Linked DNA regions of Zea mays: region 1 is linked to region 2. The links are chromatin contacts, called in public Hi-C maps. All regions are on one chromosome and are shown on one strand. The core of a region is the stretch at or near the end of the contact, and the rest is flanking DNA. Distances in the headings are between cores, read along the strand shown.

The links. A called contact is a pair of places that touch in the nucleus more often than the background predicts.
Region 1: a Hi-C map of endosperm shows a contact between it and region 2, with 2.8 times the contacts expected there. The contact joins the enhancer-like site here to the promoter of LOC103640045 in region 2. A contact is called at or near these places in 2 of 25 Hi-C or Micro-C datasets (ear and endosperm).

Annotation. Positions count from the first base shown.
Region 1 is chr1:159,865,733-159,871,735 of Zm-B73-REFERENCE-NAM-5.0, reverse strand. It overlaps LOC103640076, which reads left to right. Exons shown (of 12, transcript XM_008662727.3): 3 at 1-194; 4 at 280-494; 5 at 581-604; 6 at 694-874; 7 at 1,045-1,264; 8 at 1,351-1,486; 9 at 1,602-1,764; 10 at 1,872-1,915; 11 at 2,022-2,084; 12 at 2,178-2,520. The coding sequence ends at 2,270. Among protein-coding and RNA genes, the nearest start is that of LOC103640076, 3.9 kb to the left of the region's middle. Within about 2 kb of position 3,210, at least 19 of the 20 cell types and tissues checked have an H3K27ac peak or open chromatin away from gene starts, as enhancers often do. A contact at or near this core is called in ear and endosperm, where this site is marked.
Region 2 is chr1:159,342,240-159,348,752 of Zm-B73-REFERENCE-NAM-5.0, reverse strand. It overlaps LOC103640045 (scarecrow-like protein 34), which reads right to left and starts at 3,891. Exons shown (of 1, transcript NM_001428420.1): 1 at 819-3,891. The coding sequence starts at 3,853. The coding sequence ends at 1,688.

The DNA.
Region 1 (6,003 bases), core at 1,961-4,460, 520 kb before region 2:
GTCGCAGTCGTCGTTGCACCCGCAGCCGCGGCCCGTGAAGCAGTCCACGGACAGCCTCGCCCAGGCGCCGCGGTGGCCGGCTGCGCACGAGGCGGAGCTGCCCGAGAGACCCTCCAGGCAATGCCTGAAATCCGATTATATCGAGCTTCCTCCGCCTGCTAGCAAGTGCAGCAGGAACCAATCAATCATCAATGGTGCGTGACCAGTTGGATCTTGAATTCTCAGGTGTTAGAGTAATCAGCTTATGGAATCAATCATCAATGCTGGTCGAATTTCTAGGGTTCAATGTGCTGTGCGGCGTTGGAATTCTCACCACGGCTTATGGAATCAAGGAAGGGGGATGGCTAAGCCTCCTGCTGCTCCCCTTGCTGGGTGGCAGCTCGTGCTACACGGGCTTGCTTCTCAAGAGGTGCATAGACAGTTCGCCCAACATTGAGACATACCCAGACATTGGACAAGTCGCTTTCGGAATCTTTGGTCGGATCTTTGTATCGGTGTGTATACCTTGAAAAACACAGATTTCTCTTCGAAAGTCAGCTCACCTGTTGTTTACCTCACTGATCGCATCTCTTTTTTTCAGGTTGTCCTGTACATGGAGCTTTATGTAAGTGTGCTCTCTGAACTCTAAAACTTATTGTGAATGGCCTTGGTTGTCGAACACAAGTGATTTTTATGTATATATTTTTTTTGCAGGCAAGCTGCGTGGAGTACATTACGCTGCTAGGAGACAGCTTGTCGTCAGTGTTTCCCTCAGCGCATTTAGCTTTCACTGGCATCGACCTGAACGCGCACAATCTCTTTGCAACCACAATGGCCTTGGCAATCCTCCCATCAGTCTGGCTCAGGAACCTCAGTCTCCTCTCATATCTTTCTGGTATGTAAAAAAATGTGGAATTGCTTCTTACTCCCTCTGTACTGATCATAGGAATGTAGTTAGAATTGACTCGTATCACTGATAGTTCAGTCAGTTTATGATCAACAAAAGTAATCTTTGAGCGAAAGAAGGATTGTTCCTGACTCCTGACCGTCTCTGTATGTACTCAGCTGGAGGCGTGATCGCGACGATCACGGTCATCGTCTGCCTATGCTGGGTTGGCATCGGAGAAGGAATTGGGTTTCGCTTTTCCGGTGCTGTAGTGAACGTGACCCACCTTCCAGTGGCACTCGGCCTGTATGGGTACTGCTACTCAGGACACTCGGTGTTCCCAAACATCTACTCGTCCATGAAGGAGCGCTCGCAGTTTCCATTCGTGCTCATGTTCTGGTAAGCGGTGCTCTTAACTTTGTTGCTTCTTGTTAACATGGGCCGCCTTCTTGTTAACACAAAATGCCATCCTGCACCGTTTTCAGCTTCACGGTGGTAACGCTTGTGTACGCCGGAGTTGCGGTCTCAGGGTTCCTGATGTTCGGCGAGTCCACTATGTCACAGTTCACCCTAAACTTGCCACAGCAGTACATCCCATCCAAGATTGCCATTTGGATGACGGTGCGAGGGAAAACCACACTTTACCATTCTGCCATCGCGTTCAGAATGAAGACGACGAGATGCTAATTTCATTGCTTTTGTTTTTTTTTTGTTGCATTTTTCTTTCTGGTTCCAGGTTGTGAATCCTTACACAAAGTATGCACTGACGATGACGCCGGTCGCCTTGTCGATAGAGGAAGCCCTACCAAAGAAGATGCAGAGTTACCTGGTCGGAATGCTCGTTAGGACATGCCTCGTCCTCTCAACCGTTGCGGTGGCTCTGCTTTTCCCTTACTTTGGTGAGTAGTAGTAGTCTTTCTCGGTTTAACTGAATGATCCTCCCCTCCATTTTTAAATTTTAAGATGTTTTTTTTTGACTTTTTCCTACCCTCCTCTGGTTTCTCAGCCCTGGTGATGGCACTGCTTGGATCCGTGTTCACAATGCTCGTGGTAGGTTCTGGAGAACATTTCACCTACACTTCTGCGGTGGATTTCTCTACTTTGGCCATTTGAAAGAAGTTGATAAAAAAAATGTGCTTGATGATGATTTATACAGGCCTTGATACTCCCATGCGCATGCTACCTCTCCATCAAGAAGGGCGCAGTGCCCTTGTGGGAGGTAACCACCAACTAGAAACGCGCGGACCAACAAATACAGGATTGGAACCTGAAACTGCTCAACACTGAGTATCTATGGTCATTTTCTTTGCAGATCATCCTGTGCATAATCATCATAGCGATTGGCGTTGTGTGCGCGTGCATCGGCTCATTTACCTCGATCAACCAGATGATTAGCAGCAGATAGTGTCTGCGTAGCTGTTGCAGATTCTTTCTTTCCAATGTTGACAGAGCTGAAACTAGCAGTCTGTCGTTTTTTTTTTGTTTTTTTGTTTTTGCAGCTACGTTTATTTGTTCCTTCTTTTTGACAGAAAAAAGAAACTCGGTAAGAAAGTTTTTCTGTAACAGGGTGAAGTTATATTTCAGGCAATCATGATAGTAATTCTTTTGCGTACAATTATGAACCACAGGATGAAGTTATACTAATTTTTCCGACAGCTATGGACACATATGAACCACAGGATGGCCACACAACAGGCACATCTCCGATCTCTCACCATGACACTTTTTTTTGTTTTGTTTTGGGGTTGCTGTTGTTGGGAAACTAGTCAGTATATATGGCACATGTGATGGACATCACGTCCTCACCTACCAGGGCGCTACAGCTCCAGGCCCACATGGGCCGAGCCACAGCCCACATCCACCGAACGGGGTGGGGGGGCCTACGCGCTACGGCCATGGATAGATGCGCACCGCTTGCACGAGCTAGTCCCTCCAGCACACGAGCATGGTGACGCAGCGGCGCATGATGTAGAACCTGGCCCTCTGCTCCTTCACCAGGCCCGCCAGGCGGCCCGGCACCGACCTGCCCGCGGCGGCCCTGGACGGCCGGCTCTTCAGCCCCGCCGCCGCCGACGCCGACGCCGACCTCCGGCTCCCCTTCTTGGAAAGCGGCGTCTTGCTCTTGTCGTCCATGTGCATCTCCATCTCTTCCTGTACGAGCTCTCTGCAGTGGCAGTTGTTCTTGGAAATGGTGGAAGCTTGCAATGTGTGGCTCTCTCTCTCTCTCTCTGGAGTCTGGTTGCGGTTGGCTTGTTGCAGATGGAGTGGAAAGCGAAGAGTGAGGTGGTGGTATTTATAGGCCCTCCAGCTCCCCAGATGAGATGACACACAATCATCCAAGGGGAGAATGGGTCGACGTGAGGTCCCGGGTCCCGGCTCTGTGTTAATGTGCTGTCGATGAGTGCTTGGACTAGACTATTACACCACGCCATGGGCCATTAAAATGTAGTAATTGAGACTAGCCTAGCTTGGTATGTATAGATTAGATATGTGTTGTGTGGTGGACGGGTGGGGCCATCGTCATAATCTCTCTTTCCATGTCCCTCATACTCTATCGGACCATGTCCCCCGGAGAAAGGGCCGTGGGCCCGGCCGGTCCTTTCGGCGCCATGCATTGCTCGTGCAGTGATGCACTTCTCATCCGCCGCCCGCTCGTCCGCTGCATATTTGAATCGTATGGTCTCAGGACTCAGGACCACGTCGTCTCCATGGTCTAACAATTTGGGGTTGGGCCCGGCGACACGACGCCGGCAGCCACCACAAGCCCACGAAGACGCGACGGATGCATGGACGCGACGCGGAGGTGACAAGAGAGCCGGGAGACCCCAGCCGTGCGGTCCGCGGAAAACGACAGTGGCTTACGCACACGCACATCGGTCCCAGTCAGGATGGGGGGGTCCGGACGAGGGGTCTTTACTTGTTGGTGATCCGAAGCAGCTACCTGTTCCGTTCTTCCATGCATCCATGAAGATGAAGTGGACTGCCCACCAAGCATCAAGCATGCACCCTATCATCAGCTGGTCAATAGTGTGCGTACGACCTCTGCATTGTCACAACCAACGACACGTCCGCGACCAAAAAAAAAAAAGGATCGCCATGCGTGCACAGATAATCGCTGCAGCTCGGACAAAACAGGAGGACGACGTACACGGACAGCAATATTATCGTGTCACTGCAAATGCAACGCAACGCAATGCAATGCACCGAGATGCCCCATGATCGAGTCGGATGGCACGTCGCTTCAAGAGGGAAATGCCGTGTCGGAACGACCGAATTTTTTTAGCTTTTTTTCTTCTGGAAAAACATATATTCGTATCCATATCTCTACGCGTCTTAATTCCTGTTTTGGACAATAAGCTCGGCCTAGTAGTTCACGGTGTTGGGGTACTTGACGTGGCATCTGATCTGGCGTGGTGCAGACGTGGCCAACACTTGGCGTGTGCCACCTGTTTTGATCCGATTAGCTCAGCGCGGCAGATCTTATAGCAGCTCCAAAACACGCGAAAAAGGACCCCAAAAAAGCGTTTTTTGTGTGCGGGCAAACTCCGTTTTCTCCTCCTCCAATAGACCCCTCCGTCTTTCCTCCAAAGTTTTTTCGTCGTGACACGTCGGGGGCGATCGCACCCGCGTTATTTGCGTGAGGCGAAATCCGTCTGATCCTAGGGCGCGCTCACACATCCCACCTCTTTTCATGGACAAGCAAACAGGACCTCGCCACCTTCGTCGCCGTCGGCATCTGGTAGGTCCACGCGGGCTAGACGATTTGATGAGCCCTGAACTGCAGGAGGAGGCGGCCAGCCGTCGCCCCGGGCACCGCTCCATCCACGGCAACACAAATGGTACCGGCAACCTCCGGGTATTAACTCGCTCATCTCTCATGCGCTGATGACTCCACGACTCAACTCTATTCCTAGGCTTCAGCAAGTGGGGCGATGAGATGAAGTTGTTCTTGGTTGGTTGGAGTTCCTATACAGCTACTAGAAGTGGTGGTGAGAGTTTGGCTTAGATTACTGAAATGAAGTGGATGTCTTTTTTGGTCAATTGTGTTAGTTTCTAAAATTAAAATTTTCCATGTCAACTTCATAGTTAGGAATGTGCTATGTTTACATTATCTCATACATGTCAGTGATACAAGCTTTCTTTGGTTTCATTTCTGAAATAAAAAGTTTTGTAGTCAACTTAACTGCTTGGTTTCGTTTGTTGTGTACAATTTGGGCACATCTGCCTTCACCCTTTGCATTCATTTGTATAATCTGCCTAAGTTGTGATTCTAGTGAGAGCATGGCCACTTTGAAGATGGCTGAATCCTCATGATTTAGTGCAAATTGGTAGCTGCTCAGCTCATGTTTTGCTAGCAGTGCAAAGTGGAAAGCTTTTGAACATGGCATGCTTTAGTTGTACCTTAAAGATCTGTAGCTTTTTATCTCCTCTTTTGTTCCTACTACTCCCATGAACTGAACAAGTATGTCTACACGACAAAAGGAAGCAAAGCAAGGTCTGTCTAGTGGCCTATTGTCGTGTATATACAAGATGCTCGACACCATCACCAAGAGCACCGCAAAGGATGAAATGGCTCAGGTGCATGCACAAAAAGAAGAGCACAATGTGTATGTGTGTGGCCCATTTAAAGCACCTATTGGCCCATGTTCCTTTTTAATTTTTTAGTAATCTACTGTGGGATAACATTTTTGGGTGGATTTTATTTGCAACAGCTCCTAATAAGAGATTTTGGGGAATAAATTTTAAGTGCTCTTTTGGAGCTGCTCTTAGAACTCATCCGTTATTCTAAAAAACCTAGCATATAACCACAATTTTTATTGTATTTTATATGTCAGATTCTATAGCTTAAGCGTTTGGTGCCAAAATGTCTGGTGCGCGCTCGACTAAAAAATGGTGCAACAAGTATAAATCTATTTCGTACCTGGTGTATATGCATGCCTAGTACACCACCAGGCATGTCTAATGCACTCTAGAAAACTACTGAGAAAACCCTTTTTAAGCGCACTAGCTCTTCAAATGTTTTACCAAACATATTGGAACATATACTTAGCGTTTTTCAATGTGCTTTTGTTAAATATTTTCGCTTGCTCTCATATGCATCACTTAGGTCCATATGCAATGCATGTGATTCCAATATC
Region 2 (6,513 bases), core at 2,642-5,141:
CATCACGAGGGGACCGAACTGTGCTCTTGAACACTATTGGCTTGTTTGTTTCAGTTTTTTTACAAGCTTTTTTAAAAATCTGATTGTGAGGAAAATCTAAGTATAATGGGAATTATGTGGTGAGAAAATTGAGGGACTTTATAGGGTTTAGGACCTAAAAAATAATGTATTCTATTGTCGCGATGATTTAATAAATTTTGTGTTCATTTTAGACTGTTCTCACTTAAACAATTATCTCAAAAATAGACTTAAAAGCTAGACGTTTATCAGTCTACAACAACTTCATGACCAGAAGTTGAAAAAAGACCGAAACAGACACCCAATGATAACACCGCGACATCCAAGTTAGAAGACCTCCCTTTCTCTCCTTTCTACCACGTCAAAAAAAATTCTTTTCTGATCTTATCAATGGCTTATAAAAAGAGAGATAGAAAAACAATAATTAGATGGTCCAGGGGGTTGTCTATCATCTATTTCCTATACTGGATCAACATATTGGCCAAAAAACATTGGATTTAATTGAACATGAACCGATTAATCATGCGCACCGGCTGGAGAGAGCTCCCATACAAGACAGCATGGGCCTCACAAAACCCCATATGTAGCCTGAAAACGCAGAGACAGTACAGCAAGAGATAATTGCAATCCTGGTAATAACAGCCTAATAAGGTGTCGTTTAGCTCACATATTTGTAACGTAATGGATAACTAATAACGTTATATCATGTTTGTTTGTGACCAACCGTAATTAAATATCACACTAGAAACTAAATCACACTAAGAACTAATATCGGCATATTCAAATTTGTTACCACTGGTACTCGAATCGAATGTGAATCATTACCGTTACAATTTACGTTACATTTCGTGAACCAAACAGCACGACTGATTACTGAACAATTCATCAGCCACAGTTCATAAACTGTCATAATAATAATTTCCTCGCCGCGACAAACCAGTATGCAGGCTGGAAAGAGGATTCAACTCATTGAACATGAATCATGTACATCAACAAACACATGGCATATAAATCCTGGAAAGAGCTCCCCCATGTGCGATAAAGTAGACAGACAAAAAACCCCCACGCTTCATCACTTCATAATAGCCATGGTTAAGTCTGAAACAGCGCAGTAAGCGCCGGAAACAGAGGAACAAGTGTCAATTACAACCTGGTCAACTGACTGAACTGATCACAGGTCACACGCACAGCAGATGCTGTGGAGAACATTATCCAGACCAGGACCTAGATCATATTTAGCACTATGCAACAGCATGGCTGAGTGATGAGCATCTATATAATCCACATTAAATCAAAGGACAGATTTCGGTATGCCTTCTGACTTCTGGATCCCCCGTGTGTCACTCATGTTCCACAGAAGCTGAATGTACCCTTGGAAAGAACAGGTACATGTTGAATTCTCACTAGGGCACTAGGCATACTGCAGAGTCCAAGTAACCATGGCTATTAACTAGGCCAAGAACACGCTTGTCACTAGATATATCTAGATGACATACCTAAACCTAGGGGCTGTTTGGTGCGTGGACTAAGCCGCCACGGCGCACCATAGTTTTCCCGCCGCAGGTGTGGCGGCCGATTCGGGCGCCGCAGCTTAGGCACGCCGTGGCGCCGCACGCGCCGTACCAAACTGGCCCCTAAAGTTGTAGACAAGTGAGTCACAAAAAAACAGCTAAAAGTAAGAGGGGGCATCATTTGCCACCCATGTCGAGATGGCATAGAGGATGCGGCCTTTCCATCCCTGCAAGAGCCAGTGGTGATCAATATCGATCACAAAGTCCTTGTGGTATAAATCCCTGACCTTGTTCCGCACTACCTGCACGACATCAGGGTTCAGCGGCTGCTGCTTCAAGCCTGCTCGTTGATTCCGCACCTGCCATTGCTTGTACGTCTCAGGGCGCTCCACCCGATCTGTGCCCTCGCACGCGATGACATTCAGGGCAGCCCGCCCGAAAAGGTTCTCCTCAATCAGCATCCTCTGGTTGCTGTCTCTTGGAGTGGTCGTGTCCAGAGCGTCAAACAGGGCCGAGTAAAAGAACAGAGCCTCTCGGAACCTCGTCACGAAGAAGGGCGCACTGAAGGAGCCATTCACAATTGCATGTATGAATGTATGAGGCCGCATCTTTCTGATGTTATTGAGCACAATGTCCCTTGGGCTTTCAATCACAACGCTCTCATCCATCAAGTTCTTAAACTGGTATAGGCAGTTCACGATGAGCACCTCCTCTGGATCGAGATTCAGATCCTCCGCGCGGATGGACTCCATCTTGGATGCTGCAATCGCCTGGTACTTGAATGGCACACCAAACTGCTGGGCATACTTGCTGAGCCGGCGCCCTGTCTCCTCAATGCGCTGAGTAGGGCGGAACCCAGGCTGGGGCAGGTCAATGCCAGTAATCCTCACCTCCGGTGGCCCGCCCTCCCTATCCGCTATCCATCGAAGGAAGCACGGCCACTGGAAGCCGTAATGGATCCCGTAATCGACGATATGTATCTTCATCTTGCCCAGAGCGGCATTGTAGATGGTGTTATTCGAGAACACGAAGACGACTCTCTTGAAGCAGATGGCGGCCATGTACAGCTGGTACGCCTGGAGTATGTCGGCTGCGGACGTGCGCTTGGCCATGAGCGACTGGTAAACCATGCTGCCGGTGCCGGCGAGGCGGGCCTGGAGGCCCTCGGCGAAGCAGTGAGCGAGGCGCTGGGTGGCGTCCCCCTGCGGGCTTGCGTGCTGCTTGATCTGCCTGAGCAGCTCGGTGGCGCTGCGGCGGTCGTCCGAGGCGACGGCCTGCGCGCAGTGGACGAGCAGCGTGCGCAGGTCCACCACCTCCCGCCCACCGCGGCGGCCCTTGGCCTTGCCGTTCCCGGCGGCGACCGCCGCCTCCTTGGCGGCCTCCTCCTGCATGGCGATCCGCAGCTGCTGCATCTGCTCCGTGCACGTCTCGGGGCAGGTCATGATGTACTTCTCGAAGACGTCCCGCTCGTCGCCGTCCCCCTGCAGCGCGCTCTGCTTGCTGCTCCGGCGCTGCAGCTCCAGGTCCTCCTCGTCATCGTCCAAGCGGTTCCTCCGACCGCGGCCCAGGACGACGCCGCCGCTGCCAAGCGCGGCATCAGGCGCAGCGAGGATCACCTCCTCCTCCTTCACCGCCATAGCCACGGCGGCAGGGGCGGTGGTGGCGGCGGCGGCGTTGAATCCGGGCGCGAGGTTTTCTGCGGCGCGGGTGGGGAGGACAAACCGCTTGGGGTCGTCTGGCGGATCGAGGTCGATGACGAGCTTGTCCTCTGAGGGCAGGAACTTGTTGGCCTCCTCCATGCCCTTGAGGAAGGCGGAGCTCATGAGGTCGGAGTTGGCCCCGTTGCTGAAGAAGGCCGCGGGGTCGAGGTCGAAGCCGTCGAACTGGACGGCGGGGGCCGGGGAGTAGGAGTCGACCGCGGCTGGGGTGAGCGGCGCGCTGGCGGACGCGTCGGAGGAGGAGTGGTTGACGCTGGCGCTGCTGTTGGTGGTGCCAGTGGTGGTGGTCGGGGACGAGGCGTCGTCGGAGAGGATGTCAAGGAAGGACTGCTGCGCCTGGAGGAGCGCGGGGTTGTCCGGGTAGTCGTAGAAGAAGGTGTCGTCGATGTCGTCCTCCATGAGCATGCTGGAGATGTAGGGGAGCAACATGTCCTGCGTGGGGCCTTTGCTCCCCTGCTGCTGCTGCTGGGACTGCGGGTACGGCTGAGGCTGCGGGGTGGGCGGGAGGTCGAGGTACGCGGAGGGCGAGGCGGGGCCGAGGTCGGAGAGGTAGAGGAAGAGGTCGTCGGCGGCCGGGGACGGGTAGGGGTCGTAGGAGGAGCCCATGGCGGCGGCGAAGTTGGGGAAGAGCGGTTGCGCGGGAGGAAGTGGATGAGAATGAGGAGGTTTTTAGCTGCTGGCTGGCTTTGTAGGGGGCGCGGCGGGGAGGTGCAGCGGGCGACGAAGGTTCGAGGAAGGCGGCATCGGCGGAAATAGGATGGATTCGCGGGGGCGGGGTGGAGGTTGGGGGATGATGACGGAGGCGGAGGGAGTGGAAGGAGATAGAGAGAGGGGATCGAGAGCCCCGTGGCCCGTGGGCGTGGCATAATGTGGGCCCGGGCTCGGTTCGGGCGGCGACCGGGCTCGATCGGTTTTCCCTTTTCTCTTCCGCCGTGGCATAGAAGCTGACAAGGGCCACGAGCGCAAGGCCCAAACCTAATAGATAGAGGTCCAGGAAGGCCGTTGGAAGCAGTCCAAAAGAGAGGCGAGGCCGCTGCATGGCGGGCAACGGCATCAGCAGCAATGCAGCATGGGTGCACCTCTATGACCGTACACGCAGCCGGAACGGTAGAATGGCAGGGTGACGTGTGACACTGTGACGTGTCCATGCAACAAACATGGAGCCCGCCCGCGACTTCCTCTGCCGCATCGCAGTTGCATAAACGAGTAACGGAGATGCCAATGTTAGCCGCGACCAGATGATCGATAGATATTTACTCCCATTAAAATATGTATTAGAACGTTCTGTCCTCACTTATACCCACTAACCCATGGATATAAAATATCTTGTATAAAAGTGTAAATTTGGACTTCGATTATCCATCATTTTGACTATTTAACAACCTTTTGGATGATAATATCATAGAAGGCTTAACAACTATTTGATGACCATGTAATAAAACATGTATATGTTATGTGGTACTATCTTAGTGTTGCTACTTTATCTAATTATCCATGATGTTGTTGAATAGATGAATGAATGAATGAATGATGCTAGAAATTTTGTAATAATATTTAGATGGATACACTTGATATTCGTATAATGTATTCTTGATAGATGTTTAATCTTGTGGTACGGATGACCTATACCCATATAAGTATGTGTATGGAGGTAAATCCATACCCACCAGTGTATATGGGTGACCTGACGTGGTTATTTTTTGTCGCAGGTATAGGTATGAGATATACCCATTGCCATCTCTAATGGTGACCCACACGCGTCGTGCCAGGTGCGGTTAGCCTATGATCAATTATACAATAGGTGTTTTGGCGACTAAGTAAACCCTCTCAGCCTCACGGCAGAAACAAAAGACAGCCCAAGTCACCCTCAGCCTCCATGTATGTCCCTGTCGCTTCTATCACTACCAAATCTGCAGCCACCGCCTCTCCCACGGCCATCGCCATCGAACCTGCCTCCCTCCCATCGTGTCCTACAGGATTTATCGAAGCAATAAGTCTTCGTCCGCTTGCAAAAATGGATGGAAAACAAAGAAAGTGTCATGGTTAGCTACCTCTAGCCGGTGGCCTCATGGTGCTGAGCCAACGAAGAGCTTGTAGCCGCCGCCGCCATGTAGCGAGGGTTTAGGGTTTTCGTGGGGATTAGGGTTGGCAGGGGAGGTGAGCCTGTAGGGCCACCCGGTGGCGGTGGGACGAGAGCGGGGCCACTGAGAGAAGGTTAACTAGGAGGCCAAGTAGCGAGGGTTTAGGGTTTTCGTGTGGATTGGGGTCGGCGGGAGAGATGAGCGTGGAGGGCCACCGGTGGCGGAGGGAGCTAGGAGAGCGAGGCCATCGGATCCAGAGCATACGAACCTATAGAGATCATCTTATCGCTTGGACTGTGGGTAGAATAAAAGGAAATGTATGGTTTTTTCTAAAAAATATTGACGCGGGACAACTGTCAAAACTGGTGCTTTAATATAGTAGAGATTAGCGCGCACCCAGCGCACCTAGATAACATTTGGATAATCTCTACTACTCTATAAGACTAATGTAGACCATCTGTGCACCATGGTTCTGCCCTCCCACCTCTCCCTACTGCCCCTGCTCCCACAAACGTAAGGAATGTGTTGGTCTTTGTTCTCGAATGCTATACATAAAGAACAAAGCAACACAATTATTAACGATTAGAGACCTTCATCCTTCGAAGCATTATTTCCCTTAGGATATAATGATCCTCAAACGAAGGTCATGAAGGGCATACCTTCATCATTTTGATGAACAAAGATGTAAATAGAAACATACGAAACATATAAAGAATATAAACAATCATATCAAATCATTAGATTATTTATATTCTCATTTTATAAATATGAATAAATATCGATAATGTTTATATTACATTTGTACCTTCGGCTTGACAGAAGATGGAAGTACAAGAGTGATGCAAGAATGATTACAAGTCAGCGTGAATAGTACAGAGGTACTGATCATCTATTTATAGGCACGGGACACAGCCCGGACAAAATTACATCTGTGTCCCTGGCAACTAATTATAATTACAATACAAATTAACAGGGATTACACAGTCTTTTCCTCTTTAAGTCAGTATCGTCCTTCGTCTTTAGCATGTTACCATACCGAAGCTCCTTCGATCGTAGCTTCGGCTTACATCTTCATGTCACACCTTCTTATGTATTGCCCTGCCGAAGGTGTTTTTGCTTAGAGGACCTTCGGTGAAGAAGAAGAAGACCCCCAACAGTAGCTCATTCGCGGTGCTAGATCATTTT